Regions from separate parts of the Pan troglodytes genome. Here region 1 is linked to region 2. The links are chromatin contacts, called in public Hi-C maps. All regions are on one chromosome and are shown on one strand. Each heading gives the region's core, a stretch centred on a gene start, on an enhancer-like site or on the middle of the called end of the contact. The rest is flanking DNA. Distances are from core to core; before and after follow the strand shown.

Evidence for each region. A called contact is a pair of places that touch in the nucleus more often than the background predicts.
Region 1: a Hi-C map of blood shows a contact between it and region 2, with 4 times the contacts expected there. The contact joins two enhancer-like sites. A contact is called at or near these places in 2 of 7 Hi-C or Micro-C datasets (blood and induced pluripotent stem cells) and 1 of 1 datasets of contacts at active chromatin or transcription factors (stem cell-derived excitatory neurons).

The regions. Positions count from the first base shown.
Region 1 is chr12:57,955,914-57,959,089 of NHGRI_mPanTro3-v2.0_pri, forward strand. No RefSeq gene overlaps it. Among named protein-coding and RNA genes, the nearest start is that of SERTAD2, 17 kb to the right of the region's middle. Within about 2 kb of position 1,363, at least 23 of the 24 cell types and tissues checked have an H3K27ac peak or open chromatin away from gene starts, as enhancers often do.
Region 2 is chr12:57,864,488-57,867,612 of NHGRI_mPanTro3-v2.0_pri, forward strand. All of the region lies in intron 1 of LOC134807897 (a long non-coding RNA gene), which reads left to right. Among named protein-coding and RNA genes, the nearest start is that of SERTAD2, 110 kb to the right of the region's middle. Within about 2 kb of position 1,709, at least 16 of the 24 cell types and tissues checked have an H3K27ac peak or open chromatin away from gene starts, as enhancers often do.

The DNA of each region.
Region 1 (3,176 bases), core at 113-2,612, 91 kb after region 2:
ATTTTTTTCTCACGTCCCACATCTAGGAGCTATTTCTGATTTGCTTGGTTGATAAAGGGTTGTACTTTGTACTCTAAACCACACCCAGAGGATACAGCAACGTGGCCAGACATTCCGCAGATGAGGACAAATGCAAAAAAATGAGACCAAGGAGATGGCACTTCATGGGTGAATGAAAGATGCCAGTCTCTTTCACATACTATATAATCAAAATTTTACTTTAAGATAAGTGGAGGGTGGCATGCTGGCTCACACCTGTAATCCCAGCACTTTTGGGAGGCCAAGTTGGGAGGCTCCCTTAAGGCCAGGTGTTGGAGACTGGCCTGAGCAACATGGTGAGATCCCATTTCTAAATAATAATAATATGATAATAATAATAAACGGATGTTGTAAAATCCCTATTTAGAGACCTAATTTGAAAATACTTCCCCCCCACCGCCGCTTTTCCTGCATGCCTTTTTTATTGTAAGCAAGCACCCAAGCACCCTAGATATTACAGAGGTTTGTGATTTATTCAGCTAAGACGGTTTGACCCATATATAAGTATAAAATCCCAGTATCCCCGACTCCCTGAAAGTGGAACTACAACACATTATTTCCCTCAGATAAAATGCAATGAAATTCTCTTGTCCCCTCCCTACCCCAGGAACGCTTGAGCCCTTAAGGGGACAGAACTTATGGCAGTAGGAAGAAAAAATCATGCAGATACAGTTACTTGTGACAAAAAAAAAAAAAAAAAAGAGGAAATGAATTGGAGAAAACAAATTATGAGAGGGATGGAAATAAAACCAGCACTTCGAAAAGGGCAGAAGAACCCAAAGAAAGCGCCAATCAAAAGGGAGAAAGAATTGCAGCACCAAAAAAAAAAAAAAAAAAAAAGGTGCAAACTGGGGCAAATGTATGTGTGTAGGCAGAGAGGGAAGGAGGAAAAGAAGGAGGGAGGGAGAGAGGGAGGGATACCTGGACAGGGTCAAGCTGGAAGAACAAGCAGCGCAAGACAGGAGTCGGGGTGGGGGAATCCCAGAAAAATCTGTTTACAAAAAGACAGGCTTATGGAAATTCCAAAAGTGACTTTAGAGATTCAGATCCAAAATAGAAAAGGACCCAAATACACACATGTCTGTGTGTATTTTAACCAACTGCTGATGTTCTATCTAGACTGGAGGAAATTCTCCCCGGCCTTGAACAGACGCTGTGAGATTTTAGATTTCAAGAGACCTAAATTATCTTCCACGTAGCCTCTTACTGCGCCCCCGCGGCCCGCTTGCCCCAGGCCAAGCCCTCGGGCGCGGCTGGGACACAGCGAGAACGCGCGGTGCGCTGGGGCTGCCCCCTCGCAACTCCCTCGCATTGTCTGCCCGCCTCCCAGTGTCTCCGATTCCCAGGCGCGCTCGGGTTATTGTTCTCCCTTCGCGGGCAGGGAGGAGGGTAGGACCGGACGGGGGAGGCAGCCGGGGGATGCGGGAGGCGGCGATCGGCTGCCACCCGAGCAGGGGCGCCTCGGTCCTTCGCGCCCCGCCGTCCCTCCGCTGAAGACCGTGCGCCCCGGAGTGGGTCTAACGCAACCCTGAGCTCGGGTTCTGCAGGGGACCGGGTCCCCTGCCCCTGCCTGCAGGTCTCCAGCTCCTAGGAGGGAGAGGGGCTCGGGCCAGGGCGGGGAGCGGGAAGCCGGGCGGGCGTCCCGGTGCCGCGCAGTGGCTCCCGCGGGCTGCCTGGGCGCTTTCGGCTCGGGGGAGGGACGCTATGACGCACCCTGTCGGTATTAGAACACTTCACCTTCTATTTATAGACACTCCTCCGACCGCAGACCTAGCTCGCCCTCCCTCTCCTTGCCTTCATCGTGAACGAAAAATCCTACCTAGAATGGGAGATGCTAATACACAATGATCGGGAAGAATTCAATTTTGTGTATCCCTTTGTAATTCCAAGTATTAATTGCAGGTCTAATGATCTCTCTCTGGCCCAAGGAATTCCCCAATTTTCTAAAGCTTTAAAACCTACACTACTTTATTTTACATCCCTTCTAAATATGTCAAATTCGTCTCTTGTGAGTTCATGAAATATTCGCCAAGAATTTGCTCAAGCTGGGTAAGACGTAAACCCATCGAATTCAGGGAAGGGATGTTTCTAGCTGGCTTTCTGTATCTGCGGAACCCTAGCAATTCTAAACGTAGAATTTATTCGGGAAGAGAGAGCATGTAAAGGAAAAATATTGCACATTTCAAACAAAAGCAAAGTTTGTCTTAGTGTTGTTGTTTTTTTTAATTGTGGCTTTTGGATACTGACTTCGTGCTTTTAGCTGTACACTAACCGTGTAATTATAGGTGATTAAAAATAATTCTTACCTAGTCACGTTAACATTTGCAGTAATTAAAACGGGGAATTTTTTTTAACGGTAATTTATTTCTTATAATTTGGTTGGTCTGCTGCAGTCAGCACTGAAGAGGAAGCCTGATTATCTTTCATCTTGGTTTCTAGTCAGTTTCACTTTCTAAACTCCACATACTCCAGAGTCGACTGCCTTTTAGATTTATTAAGAAAAAGGATTGGATATACATACATAGATATAGGTTTGTTTTTTAAAGCCTAACTAAACCATGGCTCGGTTACCATGCCAATTATTCTATAACCACAAAATTCAAGTAGAGTAGCATACAATGTACTGTTCTTGCTAACAACTAGTCTATGAAGTGGGGGTGTCTGTAAAAACAGCATTATTACATGGTTTTGCTGAGGAGAGTATTGTGCCCTACCACTGTATGAGTACTTAAACAACAACCACAATAGCAACTGTTAACAGTGCATTCATTATAAAACACCCATTTGATGGTAGGACCCTCATGAAAGACAATTTGGCAACTGCACTTACCCTTGGATCCAGTCATTTCATTTCTAGAAGTTTATGCTACAGATGCAGTACTTACATGTGAAGTCATTGGTTGTTGCAATGTGTGTACTAGCAAAAGGTTAGAAACAATATTAATGTCCCACAATCACGGTACATCTATATAATGAACTGTTATGTGGCCTTGAAGAAGATTAAAACAATCCCTTTATGTACTGATAGGGAAGTATCTCCAAGATATTAAGTGAAAAAAGAAAGGTGCAGAAACAATATAAACTACTATGATTTACATTAGAAAAATAAGTATACATGGTATATATGAACTTGTATA
Region 2 (3,125 bases), core at 459-2,958:
AGTTCAAATGCCTGTTTGAAATTTATGGCCAGAAATTTGAATTGAGTCCATCCAGAGTAGCTGGCCGATTTTCTTTAGTGGTGTTCAATTGCTCAGGTGCAGGTGTGAAGTAAACAGTTTGATTTAACCACAGCTGGGTTTTCGCCCAGTGAATACAATGGAGAGAGACCAGAGCAAGGACGGTAGGCATGTTTGCCAGGGAGATTTTGTGTGCTGGAGCATGGAGTTTCAGTTCTCAGCTGGCTGAGAATGAAGGCCTGAGGGGGGAGATGTCATGAGAAAACAGGAGAGTCATGGAATAGAGGTCTGAGATGGGAAAATTGCTGAGTCCAAGAACTAAAGTAAGTGACCTGGAGGACTGATAGGTGAAGGGATCTCTGGATCTGAGAGTTTAGAGATGGTGTAGACATTCATGGTTCCAAGATCTAGCATATGACCAGGAGGCTGAGGCAGGGCAGGAGGAATATTCTGCTAGGGCTAAGGATATTAACAGTCTTAGAGATCGGAGTGTTGGGCGGGTCATCAGCATAGATGCTGAAGTCACCAAAAATGATGATATGAAAGGAGATAGAGCCTGATACTAAAATAATCAAGGGTTGGGGGAAGTGACTAGGAGGGTGACAGATGACATTAACTAGGAGGGGTGATTGGTGGCTTTTTTAATTAAATATTTTTAATTTTTAATACTTTTTAGAGTAGTTTCAGATTCACAGCAAAATTGAGTGGAAAATCCAGAGTTCTATATATCCACCCTCCTGGGAGCAGTGTCCCCCACTATCAACATTCCCCACCAGCATTTGTTACAATTGATGAACCTAAGTGACACATTATCACCCCGAGTCCACAGTTTACATTGATGTGAATGCTTTATTCTTACTTTACGTTACTTTTGCTGTTGTACATTCTATAGGTTTGAACAAATGTATTATGACATTTATACCATTATAGTATCACATCTAGTAGTTTCGCTGCGCTAAGAGGCCGGGCTTTTGAAAGAGGAAGGAGAAACCGTTTAGAAACTTCAGTGATGAATGCGGAGTACATCTTCAGGCCCTGAGCTGCATAGCTGGAGGGAGAAAAGAGCCTCTACTGGAGAGGGCTATAGGGCAGCAGCGTCCTGGGGGCAGGTGGGCTTCTGGAAGAAGAAAGTGAGGGTCCTAGTTTTGGAGGAGCTTGAGAGTAGAGGCCTGGGGTAAGACTGGGGAGCGCAGGCAGGGTGGAGGCAGGGTTGGCTGCTGGGTGCTCAGCAGTGTGGGGTCGGGCATGTGTGCTGTGGTGAGTGGGGGCGGCTGGGGCAGGTGACAGGCCCTGGAGGGAGGTGGCAGGTCGGATACCCTCACCTCGCCCTGTTGTGGAAGCTTTCCAGAAGATTTTGGGGAAAAACAGACTTCCCTTTCCAGGAACCCCTCTAAATTCGGTTGGTCGTGGTTCTCGGGGTTTATTATCTCCTTCCCGGTATCTCCAGCGTTCTTCTTCTCTGTGGATTTCTTATTTCCTCAATTAGACGAACGTTTGGGCAGGAACCCCAGCTCTACCATTTTACACCCGCTCAAGTGCAATACAGCACTTGACACATCATGTTTGTTGATTGCGTTGGATACAACTGCGGTCTGGTTTCCCTTCGCGGCCAGGAATCCAAGAATGCACCCTCACCCCGCGGCTGCCTCCCGGGGCCAGCTGCCGTGCTGGTCCCCGGTAACCCGACGCCGGGCCGCTCCCCCTCCCGCCCCGGGGCTGCGGCCGCCAATGGACGCAGCCCGAGCCTCCGTCTGGGCCGTGGGCCCCTCTCGGCGCCGCCCCCGCTGGGCTGGAGCGGGGGCGCCAGAGGCAAAGGGCCTGCAGGCGCGCGAGCACAAACCGGCTCCAGTTCTCAGCCCCTGCTCGCCGCCCTCTTCGTGTCCCGGCCCCGGCCCCGCCGGGACACCTCTGCCCCCTGCCTCGAGCCCAGGAGGCCAGGCTGCCGCCCCAGGGCGCCCGGGCAGTCGCAGACGGCGGCCTCCAGAGGGCCACGCCGGGGACTCTCCCAGCCCGGGAGCCAAGGCACTTGGCTCTGGCCTCTCTCCACCGTTTGATCTGCCCAGAGACCTTGGGCGGTCCGAGAGCCTCCGAGCCTCAGTCTCCTCATCTGTAGCTGGGGCTGGGCCCTGCGCACCTCTGAGTGGAGTGATGCAAGGGTGAAGGGTGTGAAAGTCTCCCTGTGTTGCCCAGGGGTCAAGGTCAAACCCAAGACACAGTGCCGCCAGCAGCTGCCCCGCCCGCAGCAGCTGCAGAACCGCAGCTCCTCCTGCCACCATCCAGGGAACTCCCTAGCTCCAGAGGAGGAGCCTATCAAGGGCACTTGGCTTTCCTCCACGTCCCCGGCACGGCACGAGGCGTTTCCTGCAGCTCCTAACTTCCAGTGTAGAAATCAACTCCGGGTTTCAGCAACCCTGGGAGAGGAGGCTGGAAATAGACGCTGGGCCAGCAGGAAGGTGCACAGGCGGGACACCTTTCAGCTGCCTGTTTCATCTCCCGTACATGATACTCGCTAGAGTGTAATAAGTGTACCAGAGGAAACACTCACTGACAAAGCCTATTTTCTCCCCAGATGGTTACAAATGCACATTCTTGAGTGACCTTCTACAGGCTACAAATACTGATGTATTTATACTGTACCTTGGGTCATGGTACCCAAAAGAAAAGCAAAGCAGAGCTCAGAAAATACATTCTAGTCTCAAAGAGGAAGGAAGACAAAAGAGGATGTCTTTGTCAGTCTGCATTATGTTAACATTCATAGCCTCCCGTCACCCCCCATGATGGCAGGGCACAGGTCACCTATGGTGATGGGGACATATGAAGTTCCCTGAGTTCTTCACTTCTGTGTCATGTCCTGAACAGTATCCCAAGTTGGCTCCTGGAACCCGCAGCCTTGGCTCACACCAACAATGTCACAGAGGTAAAGTGCTCTCGCTTCCCTGAGCTTGGACTTCAGGGCCTGGCAGCCCCCCCAGGTCCTCACCCTGGATGAATCCAACAGCAGGAAGTGACTGGGGAGTCCCTGAGCAGACAGAGGGAGAGGCGCCCACCGGCCCAGGCCTGATGTTCTTATGAATTCTTTTGGTTCCAGACCTTTTTGGCCTTGCCAA